2 separate regions of the Mus musculus genome follow, and region 2 is linked to region 1. Evidence: chromatin contacts called from public Hi-C data. All regions are on one chromosome and are shown on one strand. The core of a region is the stretch at or near the end of the contact, and the rest is flanking DNA. Distances in the headings are between cores, read along the strand shown. Region 1 holds the start of E2f6 (E2F transcription factor 6). Region 2 has its middle 4.2 kb from the start of Gm36495.

Evidence for each region. Hi-C and Micro-C count contacts between places; a contact is called where the count stands out from the background.
Region 2: a contact with region 1 is called in a Hi-C map of uterus, with 1.9 times the contacts expected there. The contact joins the enhancer-like site here to the promoter of E2f6 in region 1. A contact is called at or near these places in 1 of 39 promoter capture datasets (macrophages), 1 of 15 datasets of contacts at CTCF or cohesin (the NIH/3T3 cell line), 7 of 484 Hi-C or Micro-C datasets (the C2C12 cell line, embryonic fibroblasts, embryonic stem cells and 2 more), 10 of 115 datasets of contacts at active chromatin or transcription factors (the SCID.adh cell line, embryonic fibroblasts, embryonic stem cells and 5 more) and 3 of 9 other capture datasets (adipose tissue, liver and pancreatic islet).

The regions. Positions count from the first base shown.
Region 1 is chr12:16,808,208-16,813,449 of GRCm38.p6, forward strand. It overlaps E2f6 (E2F transcription factor 6), which reads left to right and starts at 2,758. Exons shown (of 7, transcript NM_033270.2): 1 at 2,758-3,108. The coding sequence starts at 3,001.
Region 2 is chr12:16,852,484-16,857,762 of GRCm38.p6, forward strand. No RefSeq gene overlaps it. Among named protein-coding and RNA genes, the nearest start is that of Gm36495, 4.2 kb to the left of the region's middle. Within about 2 kb of position 1,543, at least 56 of the 459 cell types and tissues checked have an H3K27ac peak or open chromatin away from gene starts, as enhancers often do. A contact at or near this core is called in the NIH/3T3 cell line, adipose tissue, liver and 2 more, where this site is marked.

The DNA of each region.
Region 1 (5,242 bases), core at 1,508-4,007:
TGACTGGGCTTTTCTGTGACTGAGGGAACAGCTGTTCTCCTTTTCCCCAGATGGGTGTGCTCAAGCTCTTTCATTAGCCTGGAGTGCCTAAGTCACACCCCTTTGCTGGCCTAATTCTTTTTGACTGTAGAAAATATGGTCAGTTTTCAACAAGCTGCTCAAGGGTCCAAATACCAATGAATTATCCAGCTGTGAACTCAAACCATGTCTCTAGCACTCACTAGCTAGCTCCTTGGGGTAAATTTTGTAATCTTACTGATCTTCGATTTTCTGATCTGTAAACTGGGAAGAAAACTATTCTTCAGGACTTGCTGGCAGCAGAAACTTGTATTTTGTTGTTGCTTTGGTTGTTTAAGACATGGTCTCTCGCTATGTAACCCTGGCTGATCTCTAGCATCTGGTGGTCCTACTTCAGTGTCCAGAGTGTTGTTATTCTGAGCATACACTACCATGCTTGGTCATACCTTCAGATCTGAAATGAGAGTCACATGAACAAAGGTATAGAGAGGGTTTGGCATTCAACAGAGGATGGAGAAAGGGGTCTTAAAATTAGCCATGCCTGTTTTCCAGCATTGGATCTCTCCGAACTCCTTGTGGTAGAGTCTTTCCTAGTTGCTCTGAGAAACTCTCCACTCGTGCATAAAATGTGCTCTTTCTCTTCTAGAGATGACCTCTCCACAGTTGTATTCTACTTCTACCAATCTTCGGCAAACATTTACTGAGCGCTTGCTACCTGCCATGCTCCAAGCTTAACACTGGAGATCCCAAGAGGATCAAAGACCTCTGACACACCCCCCCCCCTTAAGATGGTATCGGACCCCTAGAAATGTAAAATCTAGTGGGAGCCAACTTCTTCCAAAAGCCTCTTCCGCCCTCACTAAGTCCCAGGTCTCACTCCCGCAGCTTCCTTCCAGCCTGGAAGTTGCGCATTGTGTTACCCTTTCATTCAAACACATAGCGGCTAGAGCTGTGGCTCTGGAGTTAAGAGCACTTCTGCCTTTCCAAGAGGGCCAAAGCATCCATCTCTAGCCATTTGCAACTTCAGCTCCTGGGGAGCCAGAAGCCTCAAGCCTCTGAAAGCATTGCAGTTCATGTGCACAAACCCATACACACACATAATTTAAAAATAAGTGAAAGGGGCCAAAGAGATGGCTCAGTGGTTAAGAGCACTGACTGTTCTTCCAGAGAACCCAGGTTTAATACCCAGCAACCACCTGGTGGCTTACAACTGTCTGTAATTCTAGTGTCAGAGAACATGGTGTCCACACACAGACATGCAGGCAGGCGAAACATCAAACCACACTGCAAAGGAATTTTAATCCAGCATCATGGCTACTCTGACAAGGGATCACATCCAAGACTCTCTAAGTCTACATGATCTGGCCAAATGCAGACACTCTCTGGATTATAGTACATTCTGGCTGGAATACAGACACCTTCATACACCCTTTAATCCCTAGCAATGAAGGTAAGGTTGGTTTTTAGAAGAAAGCAGACATGTTTAAAAGTAGCATCTAACTAAGGGCAGACAAAGTGAGGAATCAGAGAAAGATTTGACAGAATGAGTCAGAGGATATGCCCAACTCACAAGAGAACAGGGCAGGAAAGAAGCTACTTAAGAAAGGGAGGTGGCAGTTTACTGGGGCAATTTTACAGAGACAGGTTTTTGAGAGAACAAGCTAGTAACTTCGATCAGTAAGAACTCTCCACATTACAAATTTAGAAACTAAGGCACAGAACGACTTTTAGAAACTGGCTTAAGACCTTACAATTTGAAAAGATACCTATGGCTCCAGGTCACTTACTTCTCTTTTCTTTTCTCTTTCTAATTTAGTTTCTGTGCATAGAAGTTTTGCCTACATGTATGACTGTCTAACATGTTAACATGTCCGTGCCTGGTGCCTGTGGAGACCAGAAAAAGAGCATTAAATCCCCCTGGGCCTGGAGGTAACATATGGTTGTGAGCCACCCTGTGGGTGATGGGAATTGAACTCAGGTCCTCTGGAAGTTCTCCTAAACTTAGCCAGTGCTCCTCTCCCAGCCCGTTAAACTGTTTTATCTTTCTCCTCCATTGGATTCTGATATCCAGTCTATTATATTCAAAACAGTATCTTCTTGAGCCAGCCCAATACCTGATATAATAATAAGTAATCAAAAACTGATACAGAGCCGGGCAGTGGTGGTACACGCCTTTAATCCCACTTGGGAGGCAGAGGCAGGCGGATTTCTGAGTTCGGCTACACAGAGAAACCCTGTCTCGGAAAACCAAACCAAAAATAAAATAAAATAAAACTGATATAGAGGGTAAAGTTTGTGGTTTTGGGACAAATTCTACTCTCACTACGAACTTTAGCTGACTTCGAATTCAAACACGTGATCTCCCTGCCTGGGCCTCTGTGGAGCTTGGCTTTGAAGCTTGCACCTTCTGGTCCCTCCAAGATGGCTTGTTTCATGAGCATGTGCTAAGCACCTTTAGATGACTGATGGGAGCCCCACCATCATCGCCCCGGGGCACTCAGAACCTGCAGTCCGCTGGTTGGGACTAGAGAGCGCCTGCTCCGATCCCCCGGAATCCCTGCTCCACCTCTTTTCTTCCCCCAACCCATCCCACCACACACACCCCCACCCCCCGCCGCCGCCATCCTCTCCAAGGATCCATCCTCCGGAACACCCGGGCGTCGGCAGCGGGCGAGGACCGGTGTGCGCGGGAGATCTAACGGACGGCGCTGCGCATGTGCAAACGCGGGTGCACTGCGCATGCGGAAAGATGGCCGGCCAGGGAACCTGAGCGCCTCCGCGGTCACCCTGGTCCCCTCCGAGCCTACCCTGACCCCCTCTGCGCCTGGGCTCATCGCTGCGCGAGTGGGACCGCGGCGCTTCGTGGGTGGAGCCGCAGTGCTCCGTGGGTGGAGCGGGCGGCGCTGAAGGGGCCGGGAACGCGCGCGCCGAGCCTCCGGGGAAGGCGGGAGGGCGCGTGGGGCGCGAGGGGCGCGGGACAGCATGAGTCAGCAGCGGACGGCGCGGAGACAGCCCAGCCTGCTGGTGGACCCGGCGCAGGAAACGGTGCGCCGGCGTTGCCGAGACCCCATCAACGTGGAAAACCTACTGGTGAGCGGGGACCCGGGCCACGGGAGGTCAAGTGCTGTGGGACGCGCTCCTTGCATCGGGCCCTCTGCACAGTGTCGCTTGCTGCCCCGGGGCTCTCCCTGCAACTCCCAATTCTTGAACCGCCCTTTGCTTTTTAAATGTTTCTATTGGATTTTTCTTACTTTGTGTTGGGGTGGGGGCCGCGAGCGCGTGGATTCCACGGGGCACGTGTAGAGTTTAGAAGGCAACTTGGGGCAGTCTGTTCCATGCTTCCAGCCTTGTGGTTCGCGGGATGGAACTCTGGTAGAGTTTGTAAAGCTCGGTGGCAAGTGCCTTAACCAACTGGGCGATCTTGCCTGTCCATCTTTGCTGTCTGACAGGGGAAATGAAAGAGTGAGAAAGTTCCCTCCGTTCCGTGCTTCCCACCTTTCTCAGGGTCCCTGCTGGATTCTTCCTTTGTCCGTTTCTCCTGATCGCTGTTTTCTCAGCAAGGCAAGCTGTATCCAAGCCATTCTGGCGGGTCCTGTGCCATGAGCATTGTCTTGTCTGACTCCTTGGAGCAACCTTGAGATAGTTATTTTTAGAGTTTGTCAGAACTGACCCAGAGATGTGTGTACAGAGATGTCTGGCCTTGGGGCTAGGTAATGAGGAAACTGGGAAGACCCTCAGAATGACTGCAAGTGACAGCCTTTCCCAAACTTCTCTCTCTCTCTCCCTCTCTCTCTCTCTCTCTCTCTCTCTTTAAGTAATTTCTGCTCAGTTTCCACCTGATCTTGCATTACCACCCAGCACTGTGCTGGGGACTCTAGTCCTAAGCACTTGGTAAGATTGTTGTAAATAAGATCCGTAGGTCACTGATGGTTTTGTCAATTACAGTATTCGTTTCACACCCTATCTTGTGTCATAACTAACCACTCACTTTTGGCTGAGAACTCTTTGTTGTGTTTTTGACAGCCATGGTGGGTCCCCTTGTCCCCTTCGCCTTCCTTTTCAGACACGTGGGTGTCATCCAGGATTCTCTACAGTTTGTTCATGTAGGTGACCGCTCACTACTGCTAACTTGTGGCCTGTGATCATGGTAGGTTTTTTTTTTTTTTTAAGGATTTGATAGACGCTCTAAATGAAAACCGCTTAACTTTTGGTTATCAGAAGATAACGTCTTCTAAAGTCTTAGATTTCTTATCCAGTCTGGTATTTTTAGTTGCCTCGAGGTAACTCCCAAACCTGTACATCTTTCCTGGAGCTCTCCAACTGTTTGTTAGATGTCCCTTCTTAAAAAAGAAAATGTCTTCGTGGATGCCACGTGTGTACTGGTGCCCACGGAGGCCCGAAACCAGTGTTAGATCACCTGGAGCTCATAATAAGTGGTTATGAATTGGCACATGGATGAACTGAGCCCTCTGGAAGAACAGCGAGCGTTTATAACTGCTGAGCTGCAGATTTCAAACTCTGATATCCAAAGCCAGATTCACAGACACACCCCACCCCACCCCCGCCTTAAGAAAGCAACCTCTTTCTCGAATCCCACCTTAATGGTGCTCTGCCTATCGTGGTGCCTGAGCCAGCACTCTGGACATGGCTGTTACCTTTTCCTCTGTTTCAGAATCACCCCCAGACACCCCCCCTCCCACCCCCAGGTCACTGAAGTCATTCACATCAGCTATTCTGTGCTATAATGCCATCTCGACCAGTTTCCTGCCACTGTTGCTGCCTCTCACTCACCGCCTGTGTGCTTCATCCTTAACGTATGGTCTCTTGAAGGTGTGTTTCTATCTTCATTTGGCCAAAGGAATTAGTGGTTCCTTAGTGCTCCCAGGACAAAGTCGAGTCCTCGCAGCATAATCTGGCTCCATGTTTGCCTTTCCTAAATGATCTTTCTGAGGTTGCATGCTCCATCCTAGGCCTCATTTCCATATTGACGTTTGTCAAGATGTCTGAAGTCCAGATTCATGGGTAACTTGTCTTAAGACAAGTGTCTTTAGCTCCTCTTTACCTCAAGACTGTTAGCCAGACTCTGTGTGTCCCAGAGCAATTCTATACTTGACTGCTCAGTCCTCTGCGGGTCTGTTTGATACTGTAGTGAAGATCTGGCCATGGACAAAGGATTAAGCAAGAAGTTAATAAAGTAGGGACTCTATTTTCTTGCCTGTAAAAT
Region 2 (5,279 bases), core at 293-2,792, 43 kb after region 1:
TGCACTCATTACATTTTCAGAGGACCCAGGTTCAATTCCCAGCACCCACATAGGGTAGTTCACAACTGCCTGTAATGCTAGAAATGCTAGGGGGATCCAATGTCTTTTTCTGACTTTGTAGGCACTAAAACACAAGTGAGTGTACACACACACACACACACACACACACACACACACAATAATAGCCTGATATTGGCACATACCTTTAATTTCCAAACTCAGGAGGCAGCAGCTGGGGATCGCTGTAAGTCTGAGGCTGTTCTACATAGCAAATTCCAGACCAGTCAGAGTTATTTAGTGGCATCTTGTCTCAATAACAACAATAATAATTATTATCATCATTATCTAAAAAAGCACTTTTAAAAATAGTCATGTAAGATGGTTATAAACATGGTTGTTTATTTTGGATCTGTTTTTTTTTTTATCATTTTTTCATTTACTGCTGGGTGAGAGAGGCTAGCTGAAGAGTCCGTGAGCACCATGGTGTGCACGTGGAGACTTGAGGACAATCTTTCAGAGTCCATTGTCACCTCCCACCTTGGTTCTGAGGGAACTATCTCTCATATTCTTTCTGCTGCTCTGAGTATTCCAGGCTAGACCTAAAAGCTTCCAGGAGATTCTCCAGCCTCCCTCCTCCCATCTCATAGTAGGAGTGCAGGGATTACAGACATAACCTACCACATGTGACTTTCTGGAGGTTCCAGGGATCGAACTTAGGTCCTAACGCTTGCTCCTGCTGAGCCATCTCATTGATCCCGGATTTTCTCTTTATGCTGTAACTGCAATCTGTTGTGATGTCCCCTTAGAAAATACTCCTGTCAGGATTGGGATGTAGCCTCCTGGTAGAGAGTACTTGTCTAACAGTACTTGCCCTTCCCCAAAGAAATCCCTTTAATGTTGTATTACAAATGTGTCTCGTCTTTCGATTAAAGATCCCTCCACACTGACTAACTTCAGGCCTCACTGAACCTGGAATCATTCCTGAAAATCTTGTGGTTTGGAAGGTAGAGCGATTGATTGCCCCGGTTCACTGAAGTCAAGGGCTAGAGTTAAGTTGCTGACTCACTCTGAGTCTGGGTGGTTTTCTGCTAGATTCTGGGATCTCCAGGCGTCAGGACTGCCAGGCTGTGTGTGGACTCTCCCTTTACTCCTTCCTACTCTACAAATTCCCATAGGAAAAGCCAAAAGGGATCTCGCAAGGAGTCCTTGATGAGACAGCCTCTGCCAAGAGGGGGCTGGAGCATCCCGCTCTGCCACAGCCCACACAGGGAGGCTGCGGTAGAGAGACACAAACCAGAATCAAGTGACTCAAACAGACAGCTTCTTCAGGAGGAGCACATGACAGGTGCAGCCAGGAGTTCTGCATCCCAGAGTAGGACCCCAGTGAAACACTGGTGTGGCTCCCACATGATCAAGAGAGGCAACGGCAGACAGCGGTAGGATTTCATGTCTGCACTTCCGCGCTCCTGAAACAGCTCAGCTTTGCAAAGAAATGGCTTGACTGTGTTGAGCCAAGGCCACACCCAGGTTCAGGCTTGCTGCCAAGGGCCCTAACTGACCACTCATCTTTGGCGTTGGGCCTGTGGACACTCCTTTTGTTGATCAGGGCTCTTGAGAATTACAAAGCATTGCCTAACCTGTGTAAGCCCACAGATTCAATCCCCAGTACAGCAAACAAAATATATTTTGAAAGTAATAAAGTAAAATCATAAAAGCATTGCCTCTGGGAGCAAAGAGGACCTAAATGTCACTGAAGGCTGTGACTCTTAAAGGGGTGACCCTGACAAGGACAGTGAAGATGAAAATGGCGACAAAGGGCTAGAGACATGGCTCCACGATTAAGTACATGTACTGCTGTTGTAGAAGACCTGAGTTCAGTTCCCAGCATCTGTATCAGGTGGCCCACAATCACCTGTAACTCTAGCCCCAGGGACCTGATGCTCTCTTCTGGCCTTCAATGGTACTGGCACACACTTGCACATACCCACATATGTACACAAACATATTAAAATATAACAAGGGGCTGGAGAAATGACTCAGCAGTTAAGAGTACTTTATGCTCTTCCAGAGGACCAATGTTTGATTCTCAGAACTCATTTGGGGACTCAAAACCATTCACCTGTAACTCCAGTTCCAGGAGATCCGATGTTCTCCTCTGATATCCATAGCATGTGCAAGGTATATGGACATATATACAAGCAAAGCACCCAGACACATGAAATAAACTACAAATAATCAAATATAAACACATGTTCAATAAAAAGAAATTATTTTAAAAGCCTATCAATGAGGATATTAAGGTAGCTTTTTTCAAAAGCAAAGTGGATACAGTTTGAGAATTCCCATCTTGGCTAAAGTTGTATATTGTTTCACCAATGTTAAAATCTCTTTTGTAAATGATAGAGACTGTGATAATTCTGGCCAGCAGTTGGTGTTACCATGTGCTGGTGGACACTGGAAGTGTATCTCATTTAATCACTGTGAGAACCTTAAGAGATACACACTATTGTTAACCCAACCTTGCTTCTGAAGGAACTGAATTAGGGAGAGCCAGTTTGCCCCATCTCCATAGCAGCATGTCCTAAGTCAGGACTTGAACCCAGACAGTCTGGTTTTATCAGGCATATCCTTAACTGTCCCATCATTCTATTGGAGTAGACTACAGGTGGTCTTAGAATTCTTGCCTGCATCTCCCAGAAAAAAGGTCTAGGGGCTGGAGATGTAGGAATGGGGTTTTTGTCTTGTATGTGTAAGGCTCTGGATTCTATTAAAAAAAAACAAAAACAGGCATGGTGGCACCGACTATAATCCTAGCACTCCAGAAACAAAGGCAGGGGGACCAGAAGTTACTTCAAGGCCATCCTTGACTACATGATGAGTTCAAGGCCAACTTGGGTTCCATGAGGCCCTGTCTAAAATAATAAGAAATAGATTGCTGGGCGATGGTGGCACATGCCTTTAATTCCAGCACTTGGGAGGCAGAGAGAGGCAGATTTCTGAGTTCTAGGCCAGCCTGGTGTACAAAGTGAGTTCCAGGACAACCAGGGCTATACAGAGAAATCCTGTCTCGAAATCCCCCTCCCCCCCCCCAAAAAAAAAAGAAAGAAAGAAAGAAAGAGAGAGAGAGAGAGAGAGAGAGAGAAAGAAAGAAAGAAAGAAAGAAAGAAAGAAAGAAAGAAAGAAAGAAAGAAAGAAAGAAAGAAAGAAAGAAATAGACAGATTGAACCTAATGCTTTCTTCACAAACTGCAGTAACTGGGACATCTGGAGGCTTGAAAGCCACTAATGCAGCCCATTCAAAGTACAGGACTTTTAAGGGGATGAGGCAGGGATAACCCATTGTCATCTTGGCCAGATGGACACAGTGTTAGATAAAAAAGAAGACCTGCCTGGTGCACCTTCAGCATTTTCAAGACACTGGCATCTGGGGATTTCCCTTGGTGTAGACAATAGCTGACTTTAGGAATAAATTCTGAAAATAATTCCACCTGCATTCCCGGGGACATCCTGCCTTTGACAACGTACTTCTGTGCAGCCCCCTGAACACGGCCGCATTCATGCTCTGCTCAGTGGGAATTTCCAACACCAGGGCCTAGAAGCTCCACCTCCTCCCACTCAAGGACTGGGCTTCCAGGTTGGCTGTTTCCATGGTGAAGGTGAGAAGAAGAGAGAGGTTGGATCATTTCCATGGCAACTACGCAGGAGTGGTGGTTTCCTTGGCAACAGTGGGAAGGTAGAAGCAGCTGGGCTCAAAAGATCCCTCCCCCATCTCGGCTCTTCCACCACAAAGACCACATGGCAATAAAGACACATGCTCCTAAGGATAGAAGTGTTCCGTCTGGGCTCTGGAATCAGAAAGACTGTTTGGAATACATTATTTCATTATTTGTTTTCTCATTTATGAAATGGGCCCAATAATAGAAGCAGTTGAATTGGGTAATAAGAAGCATCAACACAAACTTGGGTATGTGTGAGCCAAGGTAAAGCCTTGTTATTGTGAAGTACCTAAGGACTACCACATAGCAATTACTGGTTTTGCTCAAATGCAGAGGGGAGCAAATCAGATTTTATGAAGCCATTCAAGAAACAAGGAGGCTGGGAGTCAGGAATCAAGTGAGTCTTCCTGAGTCTCGCTGGTCAGGAGCTGGTATTGTGGCTGAAAGCCAAGCACTGGGACTAACAATCCACTGTTCTTCTTCTTCTCCTCCTCCTCCTCTTCATTTTCTTCTTAAATTTTAATTTAATTTTATGTGTATGAATGTTTTGCCTTCATATATGTCTATATACCACATGCATGCCAAGTCTGTACCGAAAGATGCCAAGAGAGGGTGTAAGATCCCCTGGAACTGGGGTTATAGAAAGTTGTGAGCCACCATGTAGGTGCTGAGAATCTAATCTGGGACCTCTGGAGAACAGCCAGTGCTCTTACCCACTGAACCATCTCTCCTGGCTCTCAATGTTCTTCTTGCAACCTATGATCTTCACAATGTGGTCTCTCTGACCTGAATGGGTCCCTTTGTTTCTGTACCTCAACTAGAAACCCCAAAGCAGACCTTCTATATCTGCTCCTTCACATCACTCTAAGCCTCGAGTCCACAGTGGAGGCTATGCAATAAGTACAATAAGGAAGGAGAGAATTTATCCAGTGATGTCTCCCAACCCATCAACTGCTGGTTATCAGTTTAGACTACAGTTTGGGCTGCCAGGAGATTATCAGATTCTCTGTTGTGTTCCTGAATGACTTTGCCACCGTGGGCCTCTGAATCATGCAATATATGAATTATTAAACTTTGTTCTGGCATCTATGTTGCTTAGAAGGTAATGTATCACCCTGCTTTAAGACCTACCTGATGCATTGAATCCAATCTTAAATTCTGATACATCCTAGCAGTATGGCTTTGGGTGAGTCAACTTCCTGAGCATCATTTTTCAGATATATACATTTCTTATAATCTCTCCACAGAGTTGTGCAGTTAAGAGAATGAATATATATATATACTCTTTAGTTCTAGAACATCTATAGTCCTGGCAATCTAGAGGCAGAGGCAGAAAGACCTTTGTGAGTTTGAAGCCAGCCCATAGGCATGTCTATGGGGGATTATCTTGATTATTAGTTGTAGAGGGTCCAGGCAGAAAGAAGGGTCCAGGCAGAACCATTCTTATGAGCAGATGATCCTAGGCTGTACTTTAAAAGATAGCAGCCTGTGAGTGAGTGAATGAGTGAGTGAGTGAGTACCCTTCCTTCATGGTTTCTGCTTCGAGTTTCTGCCTAACTCTCTT